Linked DNA regions of Gossypium hirsutum: region 2 is linked to region 1. A link is a contact called in public Hi-C data. All regions are on one chromosome and are shown on one strand. The core of a region is the stretch at or near the end of the contact, and the rest is flanking DNA. Distances in the headings are between cores, read along the strand shown.

The links. Hi-C and Micro-C count contacts between places; a contact is called where the count stands out from the background.
Region 2: a Hi-C map of leaf shows a contact between it and region 1, with 1.7 times the contacts expected there. The contact joins the promoter of LOC107918018 here to the promoter of LOC107918048 in region 1. A contact is called at or near these places in 2 of 34 Hi-C or Micro-C datasets (hypocotyl and leaf).

Annotation. Positions count from the first base shown.
Region 1 is chrD08:25,317,759-25,324,561 of Gossypium_hirsutum_v2.1, reverse strand. LOC107918048 (pentatricopeptide repeat-containing protein At5g11310, mitochondrial) reads left to right here and starts at 2,577. Exons shown (of 2, transcript XM_016847549.2): 1 at 2,577-3,196; 2 at 3,918-5,757. The coding sequence starts at 2,647. The coding sequence ends at 5,146. It overlaps LOC107918042 (a long non-coding RNA gene), which reads right to left and starts at 2,260. Exons shown (of 2, transcript XR_001689884.2): 1 at 1,659-2,260; 2 at 505-739.
Region 2 is chrD08:25,495,140-25,502,412 of Gossypium_hirsutum_v2.1, reverse strand. It overlaps LOC107918018 (N-alpha-acetyltransferase 50), which reads left to right and starts at 2,141. Exons shown (of 3, transcript XM_016847509.2): 1 at 2,141-2,522; 2 at 3,988-4,110; 3 at 4,415-4,811. The coding sequence starts at 2,369. The coding sequence ends at 4,632. It overlaps LOC107918006, which reads right to left. Exons shown (of 7, transcript XM_016847489.2): 3 at 7,094-7,186; 4 at 6,920-6,982; 5 at 6,714-6,809; 6 at 6,530-6,607; 7 at 5,357-5,580. The coding sequence ends at 5,494.

The DNA.
Region 1 (6,803 bases), core at 1,328-3,827:
TTGTTTGCACTTTGCAGCTTACACACTTCCTTGAATAGACCTCACATACAATACTAATCACAATGTAATTTAAGCTTTACTTGTGTACCAATACAAGCTTGCAGCTTGTTCATATCCATACTGAATAATAACAATAATAGTTAAAAAAACATATGCTTTTTGGTTATTTAGCATGAAAATCCTAAAAAACAGAGACAAAACTATATGAGTTGCAGAACATTTGACTTGTCCCTTCTTATAGCTTATTTAACAACCATTGTAAAAGCATCCCACCAGCAGATGGATAAGACGACTTTAATCTTTGGGGTACAAATTTTGAATAGGAGACAAAACTGAAAACTGTTGAATTGACTACAAGATAAAACTGTGGTAAAAAATTTAAGGTTGTTTTCTAATGTTTATAGTGACTAGCATCCACAAAAACAAGTAAAAACATGTACTGTCAATGGCTATATTGAATAAAAAGAAAAAAGGAATTGGAGACAACAAAGGTAGACAAGAGAGTTCAACCATGGATAAACCATACATTCAAGCAAAAGTAACAATTCATCATAATAATATATAGTCACTAAGAAACAAGTTTGATAATCCTTAAAAGGCAGACCAAATAACTATAATTGCTTGGCTGGAGACAATATAAACAATCCAGCTCTCTGCAACATTTGATTTACTATATAATCCATCTCCTATATCTATAACTTGAAACAGATTAAAATGTTGCCCATATCTTCCTCTGTACCTGTTAAAAACCAAAATTTATCAGTCATTGCATTGGTCCAATTCAGGGAGATTTTGATTACGTAGCAAAGGTACCCTTATAAGTATATATCCTGATTGGCAAACAAGTATTAGTAATATAGAGACCTTGCAGAAATAACAAACATGTTAAACCTTTGAATTGGAATGTTTTTGTCCAAATAGGCAATTATATAGTACCTTGCCAAATTCGATATTGTCATCACTAAACAACCTCTACTTCATCATGAGTATTGCAACATGGTATCAAAGCTGAGTAATGATTTACCTAGAAGCTTGGTCAGCTGGTTTTATTACTCAAACACATGTAGAAATTAGTAGTGTGCATCTAACGTTTATGCCTCAAGACCAGGCTAAAAAGGATGACCAGAACCCTATTGTTATTAATGAACATGGTAAGTACTCAAACCATAAACAAATTGGTATAATGATATTTCCTTGAAAGGCTCACTAAATTGCCTGATGGTATTTTACAGCAAAGTTGGCATGATCAATTCTGCCCAAAAATTGTTCGACAAAATGTTAGAACTAAAATGCCGTCCTACTATATTAAATTGTAGAACTAAAATGCTAGAACTAAAATGCCAGAAATTGTTTGGCATTTACCCCTTCTTCTTCAAGTGTTCTTTACTAGTCACATTACAAAAAACAAAAGCATAAAAAATCAGCATTGTAACAACAAACGAGAGGTGAATTCGTTCTAAAAGTCAAAAAGTATAGAGATTTTGAATGGGAGAATAAATAAAAATGTGGGCTTTGAATGGGAGAAAAAAATCTTCCAAAGAGAAGCATCGGTGGTGGAGAAGAGGAGAAAATATACAGAAGAAATAATGATAAAAATCAATCCCATAATAAAGACAAACAAAAATATACAGAAGAAGAGAAGAAAAAGATAAACTCACCGGTGGTGGAGAAGAGGAACAAAGAACCAGAGACTTCTTCAGTGGAGAAGAGGAACAAAGAACCAGCAGAGGAACAAAGAACCAGTGATGAAGAGATGAAAGCAAAGTGCTTTCTAGATGAAAACAAAGAACTAGCGTTGTGTTTGGCTAAAAAAGTAAAATACCAGCCCAAAAGTATTTTTTGGCTGAAAAAGCTAAAAAATTATGCTTTTTCATATGCCCAAAAGCACTTCAAATAAGTTGAAAATTTACTACCACTGAAGTCTATTTTTTATTACTTTTCAGGGAAAAACATTTTTACATACAAAAGCTCATTTGGAAAGCAATAAAGAACACAACCTGTTGGAAAATATGCACAAAGGCAGAATTTTATTAAATAAATTTTTTTCACAAAATGGCTGAAAACGAATTCTTGCACAAATGCTTGCAACTTCAACTTAAATTGCTTTGCTTTGCTCATTATGATTAGACCACATGAAAATGACAAGTCTTGGTGCTTAGCTTTGCCCATGGAGTTGGTATCATGGGGGCAAGGCTCCTGGCTTCCATGTATGTAGTTTTGCCTATGGAGCAATGCAGGGAGAAGTGCTCCTGTAGGGAATGCTATTAATTGGTAGTATAGTTACAAAAACATTAATAACCAAAAACTACCATCTATTTTTTTTTCTATTTGTTCTTTTAAAGCACCACTGTCTACAATTTACCTGATAATTGGGGTGTTATGCTAGTTTAGTGGAGCCATTTTTTTCTCTCTACTTTCCTGCTTGCTATATGCTTCTTGGATTTTCTCTTCGTTTCTAAACGTTCGATTTCTAACATTTTGGGCCTCAAATGCAGTGTTAGAGTGGGAATTTTTCAAAATTCTCAAGATCATGGCCAATATTAATGGGCTTTCAAATTTCTCCAAATTCTTTGGGTCTTTACCCAACGATAATACGACCGTTAAAACCCACCTAAAACCTCAGGATTTCTTTAGAAGACAAGAAAAATGAAGTCTCTCTACCAGCAGCAACGCCGTTTCCTTCTTCTGAATGTAAATTATCTGCGAAGGCTATTCTTCTCCGATCAATCACGGATTTCCAAAAAAGGTGATCCTTCTATGAAGTGGCCCTCACCTTCTTCATCTCCTCTTTCTAACACCAGACCTCACCCAACTCCCACCTCAGGTTTCTCCCAAAACAAAATTTCCATCATCTCCAATCTCCTCAAAGACCCAGCCATTACCTCCAGTTCATCTTTCGAGTCCGCTTTGGACCAAACAAGGGTAGACCCTGACCCGGATCTGGTCCAAGCAATATTCGAGCGCTTTGATTCTTCTCCAAAATTGTTGCATAATTTATTTCTTTGGGCTGAAAAGAAACCTGGGTTTGAATCCTCTGCGACGTTGTTTAATTCGATGATCAATATTCTTGGTAAAGCTAGGAAGTTTGAGGACGCCTGGACTTTGGTTCTTGATCGGATTGATGTTGGGAAGGAGGACTCCAATTTGGTTTCTGTCAATACCTTTATAATTTTGATCAGACGATACGCTCGCTCTGGTAATTTCCTTCATGCTTTGCGTAAAAAGCTTTGAACTTGCTTTTTCCTAGAAATTTAATCTTGGACTCCTGAATTCCTGATAAAGCAATCCTTCACATTCTATTTCTGTGTCTACATTTTGCATTATTGACCTTCAATATTGTTTTCTTAACGAATTTAAGGTAGGTATATAGATGATGATTTGCAAATCCCTAAATAAGATATTGGATTCGGAATAACAAATTATGGCTCATTACTATCCTATATATCGAGACGATATATGTAAATAAGACATCGTTTTAGGACTAAGAACTTATGGATTACTACTACCTTATATCTCGAGCAGGTGTATGTTCTTACATGTTCAGTTTTTTATCAATTCGATGATGAATCTGCGAATCCGTAAATAAGAAATTGTTCTTGGACCAAGAAATTATGGATTACTACTGTCCCATATTTGGAGCAGGTATATCTACTCACATGTGCAGTATATACCAATTCGATGATGAATTTGCAACTCTGTGAATAAGATATTTGTTTTGGACTTAGAAGTTATGGATTACTACTATATTTGAGCAGGTAAATGTACTTGTCTAATGAAACTCAACATTGAATCATTAAGTTAATATGATCATTTAAAATTAGTACATGATAAGAAAATAAACCTTCTTTAAAGAGTTTAAATTTCCCATTGAATTTTATATTTCTTTTGGTTTAGTGATGCAGTATATAATCATGCAGGTATGACTCAGCCTGCTATCCGGACATTTGAATTTGCAAGCTGTTTAGATAAAATTTGCAGTTCTAATGACAAAAGTAATCTTTTTGAAATAATTTTGGACTCCCTATGTAAGGAAGGGCACGTTGGGGTGGCAAGTGAATATTTCTCTAGAAAAAAGGAGACAGATCTTTGTTGGGTTCCATCAATCAAGGTTTATAACATGCTATTAAATGGATGGTTACGGTTGAGAAAGCTCAAGCATGCAGAGAAACTTTGGTTGGACATGAAAAAGAATGGTGTGTCACCTAGTGTTGTATCATATGGTACCTTAATAGAAGGATACTGTACTATGCGTCGTGTTGAGAGGGCAATGGAATTGGTTGATGAAATGAAGGGAGTAGGAATTCAGCCGAACTTAAAAGTATATAATCCAATTATTGATGCACTTGGGGAAGCAGGTAGGTTAAAGGATGCATTAGTGATGATGGGACGAGTTTTATTCTGTGAACTTAGCCCTGATATTTCGACATATAACTCTTTAGTAAAAGGTTACTGCAAGTCCAAAGATTTAGCAGGAGCTAGTAAAATACTTAAGATGATGATTAGCAGGGGTTGCATCCCAACCACTACAACCTACAATTATTTCTTTCGATATTTCTTGAAATTCAGGAAAATTGAGGAAGCAATGAACCTTTATACAAAGATCATTCAGTCTGGTCATACTCCTGATCGGCTTACTTACCAGGTTTTGTTGAAGCTTCTGTGTGAGGAGGAGAGGTTGGACTTGGCAGTTCAGGTTAGCAAAGAAATGATGGCGAGGGGATACGATAGGGACTTGGCTTCTAGCACTATGTTGGTTCATTTGCTTTGCAAAATGCATAGGTTTGAAGATGCTTTTTGGGAGTTTGAGGACATGATACAAAGGGGTTTGGCTCCACAATACCTCACTTTCCAGAGAATGAATGATGAGTTAAAGAAAAGGGGAATGACAAAGATGGCAAGTAAACTATGTGGTATTATGAGTTCTATCCATTCTTCCAAAAAATTGCCCAATACATATGGTGGAGATGAGGACTCGTCACAAGCAAGGAGGACATCCATAAGGCAGTTGTCTGATATGCTAAAAACATGTAATGATCCGAGAGAACTTGTTAAGCATAGATTTTTATCTGAAAATGCTGTGTCAAGAGCTGGCCAGTTGATTGAGATTATCAAGAAAAGAGCTAAAGAAACAAGTATGAATAGTTAAGGCCTAACTGCAAGGAAGCAACTACAATGGAGCAGGCTTCATGAAGTTTTGGAGCAGTTGTTAGATGGCTTTTGTTATCTCCGGGGAAAACATAATGGAAATTGATTGTGGAGAACTCTGTTTTGTGATTAAGATACCGTGTGAAAGCTCATATATCTTTGAGTATAATATTAGCAGCGGTATGATGAAAATGAAAGGCCATTTTTACACTGCACATATCGGTATGTAGAAGACACGATGATAGAAAAGATTGATGTTCAAGCTGGAGGATCTGAAGTAAATGCATTGAGTGCTTGCTTTTTATTTGAAATTGACTTTGAGAGATTTCGAGGTTGCAATTACTCAGCACTATCTCTTCTTTTGTCAGTATCACTATTTTCATTGTCAAAGATGGAATCACAAATCTTATTCTTGGATTTGACTTGAGGAGCTAATCATGTCGATGCCGGTAAGAATTAAATTATACTTGGGTGTTCTAAATTGAGGAACCATATTATGTACATTTTTTGGGGTTCACCCCTTAACCCCCCCTCCCCCCCCCCGGGGCATGGGAAAAAAAAATGAACATGTCTCCAAAACTACAATTGAAATAGTTATATTTTCTCTTAAGCATGGCATATCTAATAAATAGGTGTTTCATTAAACCAAGTAAGCTATGGAGTTTAAAGGTGTGGTTAGATGAAAACGTGGAGGGATGGGAGGGAGTGGAAAAGTGAAGAAAATAAATTTTGAGCGTGTTTGGTTGGGAGGAAAGAAAATAGGAAGGATGATTATTTTTCATTCTAATATATAAAATTCAATCCTTCTAAATTGAAATGATAAGAGGAAAAAAATGAGAGATGTGTATGGTAGTTCAAAATTATATATTTTTCAAATATTTTATTTTATTTCCTCCATTTTTTAACTTTACCAAGCAATAAATAAGAAGATAAAGTATTTTTCTTTTCATTTTTTCATCTTTCATATCAAGCACACCTATGGAAAGAAAAATTATGTTTTTCATTCTTTTAATTTTCTATCATTTCAGTTTTTCATCCTTCTAATTTTCTTTCCATTCTACTAAACAAAACTTATATCTACATTTTTTTCTCAAATTGATGTGCTTTTTTCAATGCAACTATTATACAGATTAGATGTTGAAATGATTTATTTTTTATTATCTGGTTATATTTTTTATTGAGTCTTAGCTCAATTGGTTTATTGTCATTACAATTACCCGTATAAAGTAAGTTTGAGTGTAAGATTTGGGGTTCTTTTGGGTAGTAATAGAAACTATATAATAATAATTCATTTGTCCCATTACATGCTCAAAATCGTCGGGTCTAGTTTAATATTTTTGTCCAATGTAAACACCTAATATTGATGAGGGTATGCAATTTCAATTGGGCTTTGAACTCATTGAAGGGCTATGAAATATTTTTAAGTAGAATTGTTTCGATTTTAAAGTTAATACTAATTTAATTTTGAAATTGGAATTAATTTTTGAAGTTGAAATAACGATGGGTTGAATTCCCTTCATAAATTTTAAGGGTTTTAGATTGAATTAAGTTAGATTTATTTTATTTTTGGTCCCAGTTGATTTGAAACTGATTTTAATTTATTTCTAAATTGATTTGATTTAATTCTTTGAAAATTGGCATGAGGGTGGATATTTGGA
Region 2 (7,273 bases), core at 892-3,391, 180 kb before region 1:
CTCGGTCGAGTTTGGGGTGTTATAACAGTTATGCTTGTGTCCATTATATGCGAGTTTCCAAAGACAATTAGTGTCTGCTTGTAGGCTGAGTTTGATCACGGTAGTATCCGCCAGCGGATTCTTCGAATGAGAAAGAGAATTGTATCCTCCAAATATGGCGTGCTAGTTTGTCAGTTCAAATCTAATCTCTTAATGTTTAAAGGTTTTTATTGTAGGATTTTTATTTCCCAAGAACTCACTAAGTTCTTACGAACTTACCTAGTTTCTTCTTTTTATTTTCATGTTCTTAGGTTCAACATTGTGATAGTAGGGAATTAGCCAGATCAGCGACCCATTTATGAGCCTTCTTTGTTTTTTGTGGGTAACATGTATTTGCTTAGGGTATTAGGACGATTGTTAGATGCCGCCATTTGAAAGTAATAAAACTGTATTTTGAAAATGATATTTTGTACTTTTGAATGTTTATGGGTAGCCTTGTTGGCTTATTATTAAACGTGGTTAATGGTGTTATCGAATTAAATTGAGTTGAGTTTTAAATTATTGCTCGAGCAGTAACTCGATAGGAAATTTCGTTTAAGCCTATAGATATTTTCTAAGCTTTTGCCTAAAGCTATCACTCATGTCTTTAATCTTTTAAAGTAGCGTTGTATTATTTTTAATTCATTTTCAACCATATAAATTTTCAAAATAACGAGACACTGCTCTGGTAATCAGGCACTAGCCAAATTTGAAAGTTGGTTTAAAAAGAAAGGTTAATGATTTCAATGGTTTTGACTTGTGACGTTCCATATCTGAATCTAACGATCGAATCGGACGTAATGTGTTACAAATTATATATACTTTTTAAAACTAAAATATGCTAACGAGGAGTTCTAACATTTATAATATCTTATGTTTGAAAGTTATTATTGAGGTTAGTTGATAGATGCTTGACAACTTTCTACTAATCTTTTATGAGTGAGATTGAATTAATAAATTGTAATAACCATTAGTATAAATGTGTGCCAGTTGAATTTGATTTTTTTGAAGTATAATATAATGTTAAATAATAAAATCACCATTATTAATTAAACTAAAATATAAACTATAATTATTGTAACATGAAAGAGAAAAAAAATAGTTTGCACAATTTTTGAAAATTGAACACCCACAACTTTTTACGGTCATAAAAAATTATATAAAATATCCTATATTTTACATTTTCTTATTATTGTGTTTCTTCTTGATAAGCAGACTAAGGGTGGGTTTGGATGGACGATTGGGTGCGGTGCGGTGCGTTTAGCTTACTTTTTGTCTCACGCTACAGTATCGCTACAGTATCTTATCTTACCGCCGCCTCTATTTTTACACTAACCGCAGGTAAACGCACCGCCTATCCAAACTCACCCTAAGTTTTTGCTCCTGGTTTGCAGAGTTTAAGTTGTTTTTGGGTTTTTTTTAAGTTTTTTTCATTCATTCATTCATTTAGGATAAAAATAAAAACATAAAAATGAGGTTTATACAACCAAACTAGATATCAAGCTATATTATCTAATGTCACCAAACAATCTCCACTTCACTTTACCCTTGAGGGTTAGTCTTCGTAGAGGGCAGCTTGTTCGTTTGTACTTTGGGGTTGGCGTTAGGAGCCATAGAGGGGTGGCAATGCATGAATGCAAACGAGAGCTTTGAGGGAGGTCTTTGTCCAAAGCTTAAGCAATCTAATCATTTCATCAGGCGGATAATCTTTTCCTTTGACTTCATTGATCAAGGGTACCAAATGACAAGCGAAAAAGGGAAAAATCCATAGAAGAGTTATAGTTCTCCAAGGATAGAGAAAAGAGAAAGAAAACCATGCTTCAAACAGAAAATAAATTAGTGTATGAGTTAGGAGAAAAAACATAGATGTGACATTGAAAAAATATCCTGAAATTAGGGTGGTTGGGAGGGGGCATGAATCATAAATTTTTAGATGGCGCAGATATATTAACTCATGCTCTTCTTTCGTTAAAAAAAAAAGGGAAGTTCTTCTGGCCATGCAGGCCAAGGAGTTGTTATCAGCTCAGCAGGCCACCGAGTGTGCAAGTCTCTTTTATTTAGAAACTAAGGCCCAAACCCAAAATATTGGGAAAAAATTGACCTTCGAACATCATAGTACACAATAAAACCATAAAATCCATTAAATGTGGGAAACGAGAAACCCCAAGTTCCAAGAGTAGCGAATCCCTCCACCGTCGCTGTAAATTGAAAAGCCAACCTCTACCCTTCCTCTTTTGTCACGTACAAGAAATCTAAGTCTTTCTGTACAATCCCTCATCACACCATTATTATATCCCCTCTGCAAGTCTTTTGTTTTCTTAGACCAAATAGATCGCAAAGGAGTTAAGAAATGGGGGCTGGGCGAGAAGTAGCAATATCACTTGATGGAGTGAGGGACAAGAACGTGATGCAGCTGAAGAAGCTCAACACAGCTCTCTTCCCTGTTCGTTACAACGATAAGTACTACGCCGATGCTCTCGCTTCTGGCGAATTCACCAAGCTTGGTTTGCTCCGTTTTTCCTAATCTTTTTCTGGGTTTCCATTTTTTTTTTCTTTTGAAAGTTGTTGAACTCTTTTTGGTTGGTCCAATGTTGTTTGGCATTTCCTTTGCACTGGTTTCTTTTTTAATCTTGTTTTTTTTTCTTTTGTGTTCTTTAGTATATGCCATCTATTGGGAATTTTATTGTTGTTCTCTTTCCCTCTGCGTATGTAGTTAGTATCCTATTATGGGAATTTATTTTGTTGGTTTTGATTTCTGCGTTTGATTTTGGCTTTTTGGTTCTTTGCATCGGAAGATTGATGGCCTTTTATGGGCCAGTTTGATTTATATTGGCATTTGATTATACATGATTGAAAAATGGTTTAATATGTATACATTCTCCAAGACCAGAAACTTTATCCTTGATGTTTCAAGTTACTGAATGATGAACTTGGCTGTCTTGAAACTACAACCTACACTGATTGATAATGAGTGACCTTCGATACCGTTAACATGTTTTCGGTTATCAGTTTAGTGTCTTCTCATGTGATCATTGGTACAAGCAATTCTTTGTTGGATTAGATAGTTTAGGTTAGATAACCCGACCTATATTGAATTGCTTGCTCTATTTATTGTGTTTTGTTTTCAATGGTCAATATTCTGGGCTTATTGAACTCTAAAAATGCGTGTCACCATTCATCCTCATGAAAACATGCCTCAAAAACACTCTTTGCTTCTGCTGTTGTGCTTGTGCTGCCTTACACTCAAATATGTTACCAATCTTAGCTGGTCCAGTCACCTTTTCTTCCATGATCTTCTGCATATTGTGTAATGTTAATACATCCTTATCCTGCATTGCTTTTACACTGTTAAATAGCGGGTAGTAGCTATCCCTGAAGTTTTCTGGTGAACTTCAAAGTCATAAAAACCCAGGCTAAAGACTTCCTGATTCTGAAATTTGCTGCCTTGCATTGGAGGGCACCTATTGAGCTTGATGGTCTACATCTTTTCACAGAAACTGTAGAAATTTCAAAACCTGTTACTTTTTGAAGAGAAGTTATCTTACCGTTTCCTTCTGTCTTGGTAACTGCATATTTGTTTTATTTTCTCCTTAATCCTCAAGTCATGCTCTAAGAAATACACTCAATTGAAGTTTTGAGCAACTCTATCCTTTTTTAACTCTATGATCTTATGAATGTGCAGAGCATGTTTGTAGTGTCCCTGTCACAGTGGCTTCATCATATGATATCAATTACTATGTTACACATTGATGGTTAGAAAGCTGTAATTAATTATTTTTTATTCAATTTGATGGCTCGGAATAAATTGTTTGTGGTGACTCATGCATATTCACGTAACAGATGATGTGATTGTTATACATAGCTATTACATGAGTTGAGACCTGATTAGAGCTTAAGTTGGAGAATGGCCTGTGTTATCCAAAAATTAGTATTTTGTTCTAATAATCACTCTTTTGCATGCTAACTCAGCATATTACAGTGACATCTGTGTCGGATCAATTGCTTGCCGGCTGGAAAAGAAGGAAGGTGGGGCCATCCGTGTGTACATCATGACATTGGGTGTTTTAGCACCATATCGTGGGCTAGGAATTGGTGAGTAGACAAACAACATTTCCTTGGAATAGGTCATGCAAGAAACTAATTGGATGATATTAGTATTGTCCTTTAACATTATCAATACCTATAATTTGAATCTGATCACTTCTTGTTTCACTCGCACTCTTAAAATATCTGCACATGTTCAGTGGCACAATAATGGTTGTCTTTTGCAAATTGCAATGAGGTCAACGATGAAGAAATGTAGAGTGTAACTAACTGCCTCCGCATGTTTTTGCTGAAAAATTATGTTCCCATTGATTCTGAATAGAAGCCATAGTTCGTTAAAAATCTTGTGCAGGTACAAGGCTATTGAACCATGTTCTTGATCTCTGTTCGAAGCAAAAGATACCGGAAATCTACTTGCATGTTCAGACAAACAATGAAGATGCCATCAACTTCTATAAGAAATTTGGATTTGAAATCACGGAGACAATCAAGAACTATTACACAAACATTGACCCTCCCGACTGCTTTGTTCTCACCAAGTTCACCGCTCCATCACAAGCGAAGAAATAACAATTAAAAGCTGGTAATGTTCTCTAGAGGAATTGGTTATTGTTATCTTAGTGAATTTGATCAATTCCTATACTTCTGGGAATTATTTTGACGATAAGGATGCTGTGTTGCATGAATGACATGAGATATGGCGTTAATGATGCCAGTTGTGATTGGTTTATAAATGTGTCCTTTTTTTATCTTTTGAGTTGAAATTTTGTTAGTCTTGTTCAACACTTTCGTTAGTCAATGTGACCATTGCCGGTTCATGTCATTAAATGATTTTGTTGCTTCAGCAAAATGCAATCACTACATTTCTCCGAATTTGATACAATTGGTATGGTTTGTGTGAATGTTAATTTAGGTATTGTAAGATATTCGGTATCTGTTGAGTTTTGGCCTGTTTCAACCCTTCAAGGGGTTGATCACTATTTTCAATTTTCACTAATGTACTTGTAGCAAAACATTTGTCTAATAGAAGTTGCTTCAAGTTTAGTTAGTTTAAAATTAGGCATGCTTGACTTTAAACTATAACTAAAACAAACAAAAATGCTTGTGAACATATAATCAAACCCGTTTAAGAATTCCTTTCATAAAAACAAATAAAAGGCCACATGTTTGAGGATAAAATTTTATTTAAGAACTATTCATTCGATTTAGTTCCTTTAGTCAACAATTTTAAAATTTGATTTGTAATGGTGTCATCTAACATGATAAACGACTGAAAAAAAAAAAGAAAAAAATGTTGACAAATATATAAAATATATTCACAGGTTCAAATTTACATAGTTTTGACGAGGCTGGTCATGACAGGAAGTGGCATTATCTACATGAATGTGTGAGATACACACGTAATTCAGAGACAACCCGCGTCGACTGTTGTCAGTAAGCCAAACCACCGGCAAATGCATCTCCGTCATGATGTAAACTCTCTGTCAACCAATACCCATCCCATGAACCACCAATCCTCTGCCAAAAACAAGCTACTAACAGGTATTAGGAACTAAGTGTTCAATTCCAAATTTCTAATCAAAAGCTACATTTTGTTAGTTCATTCTGTCTCCCATATTTTTTCATTATAAGATGTGATCATGTTGGTTCTCTCCTATTTTTCCCTCCTCAAATGTCTTGAAAACGGGAATTAAACAACCAGAAAACTATGTTACTCAAATTTGAGTATGTAAGTTTGATATAGAAATGTTAAATTTTTTCAAGTTTGTTTCATATATTTTGAAGGTCATTAGAAGCCAGGTCATATGACAATAAACAACTCTCAGTGTTTCAATACATGAATTAGTGAATTACCATGTGTTTATCGTAAACAGCAAACGTTTAGAGTTTCCTTGGTAGAGTGGAGAGAATTGAAAGGCTGAAAAATACAATTCTTTTCATTGGTGTGTTTAGTAGAAATGACGGAAATCTTGAAAGAAAAAATAATTTTTTACCCCTTCATTGCCTAGTAAAATGGAAAAGAAAGATGAAAGAACAAAATATTTTGTAAAAGGCATCATTTTGAACTACCACCTCTTGTTTTCTCCTCTCATCAGTCCAATTGTTTTTACGCATTAGGATGTAAAATAAGCATTTTTCTCGTTTCTTTTCTACCAGGCTCACTTAATTTTTTTTCCACTTTTATCCTTTCATATTTCCATTCAATCAAGCATACCCTTGGTTCAAGGATGATTCGATCTTTTAAAAGAAGGAAATTCTGCTAAAACTGAAATGGCTGAGCAAGAGGCTTTTACCTATTCCATATGATAACATTGCAGGATTTACATTCAAACAAAAAGTTCATAACATTTCTTACCAGCTGATGTCCCTGAGACTAACACATAAGAACATGCTATATAGCACAAATGGTATTATTAGTTCCCGGGAAGAACTGCAAAAGACTAGCAAAAAAGATCGACGTACAAACCTGCACCATTGTAAACTCGAATATTTCTTCCTCATTTGGACGACTTCCAAGTATCCAAACCCGTTGCTTGAATTGGTTCTACTCCAAGATGCAAGAAAAAAAATGACAGGTGATTAGAAAGAAAACAAGGTAACAAACTGGCAAAGGTCCGAAAACATATCACCTACGTGAATTAATCCAATACCTCCTTGACAAACAAACTGCTCAAGATCTTCCTCTCCTTGTGACCAAGCAATACTCGATAACTTGAATGGTGAAAAATTCTCCTAAACCGCTCGAACTATATGAAGATGAAAGCAGAAGAAAACCAGCCAAAAAGAAAAAGCATCAGCATCTATAGAACAAGAATCCTAAAAGTTTGCAAAATTCATTATCGACCTACTGACCGACCTGTCCTAGGTCAAAGAAGGGTCCAAAATATGTAGACCTTTCAAAAGGATCAAATCCTGCAAACTGTCAAAAGAGCATACCCAAAAACAGAACTTTAATGGCGTAATAAATTATACGTTATAAAACAGTCAACTTGAAGAAAGAGAAGAGAACTATATGGTTTCAGGAATTTACTCTGTACATAACTTCAATCCCGTAATCCTGTCGAGGTTGGTCATTGTACTTTAATGCATCAAGTTGGTGCTGAACAGCTTCTTCCGCACTAAACTATAACAACAGTTTAACTTCGTTATTGATTGCTTTTACCTCCCGACACAAAAGAAAATACTAACATTGTTTAACAATAATTCAAAA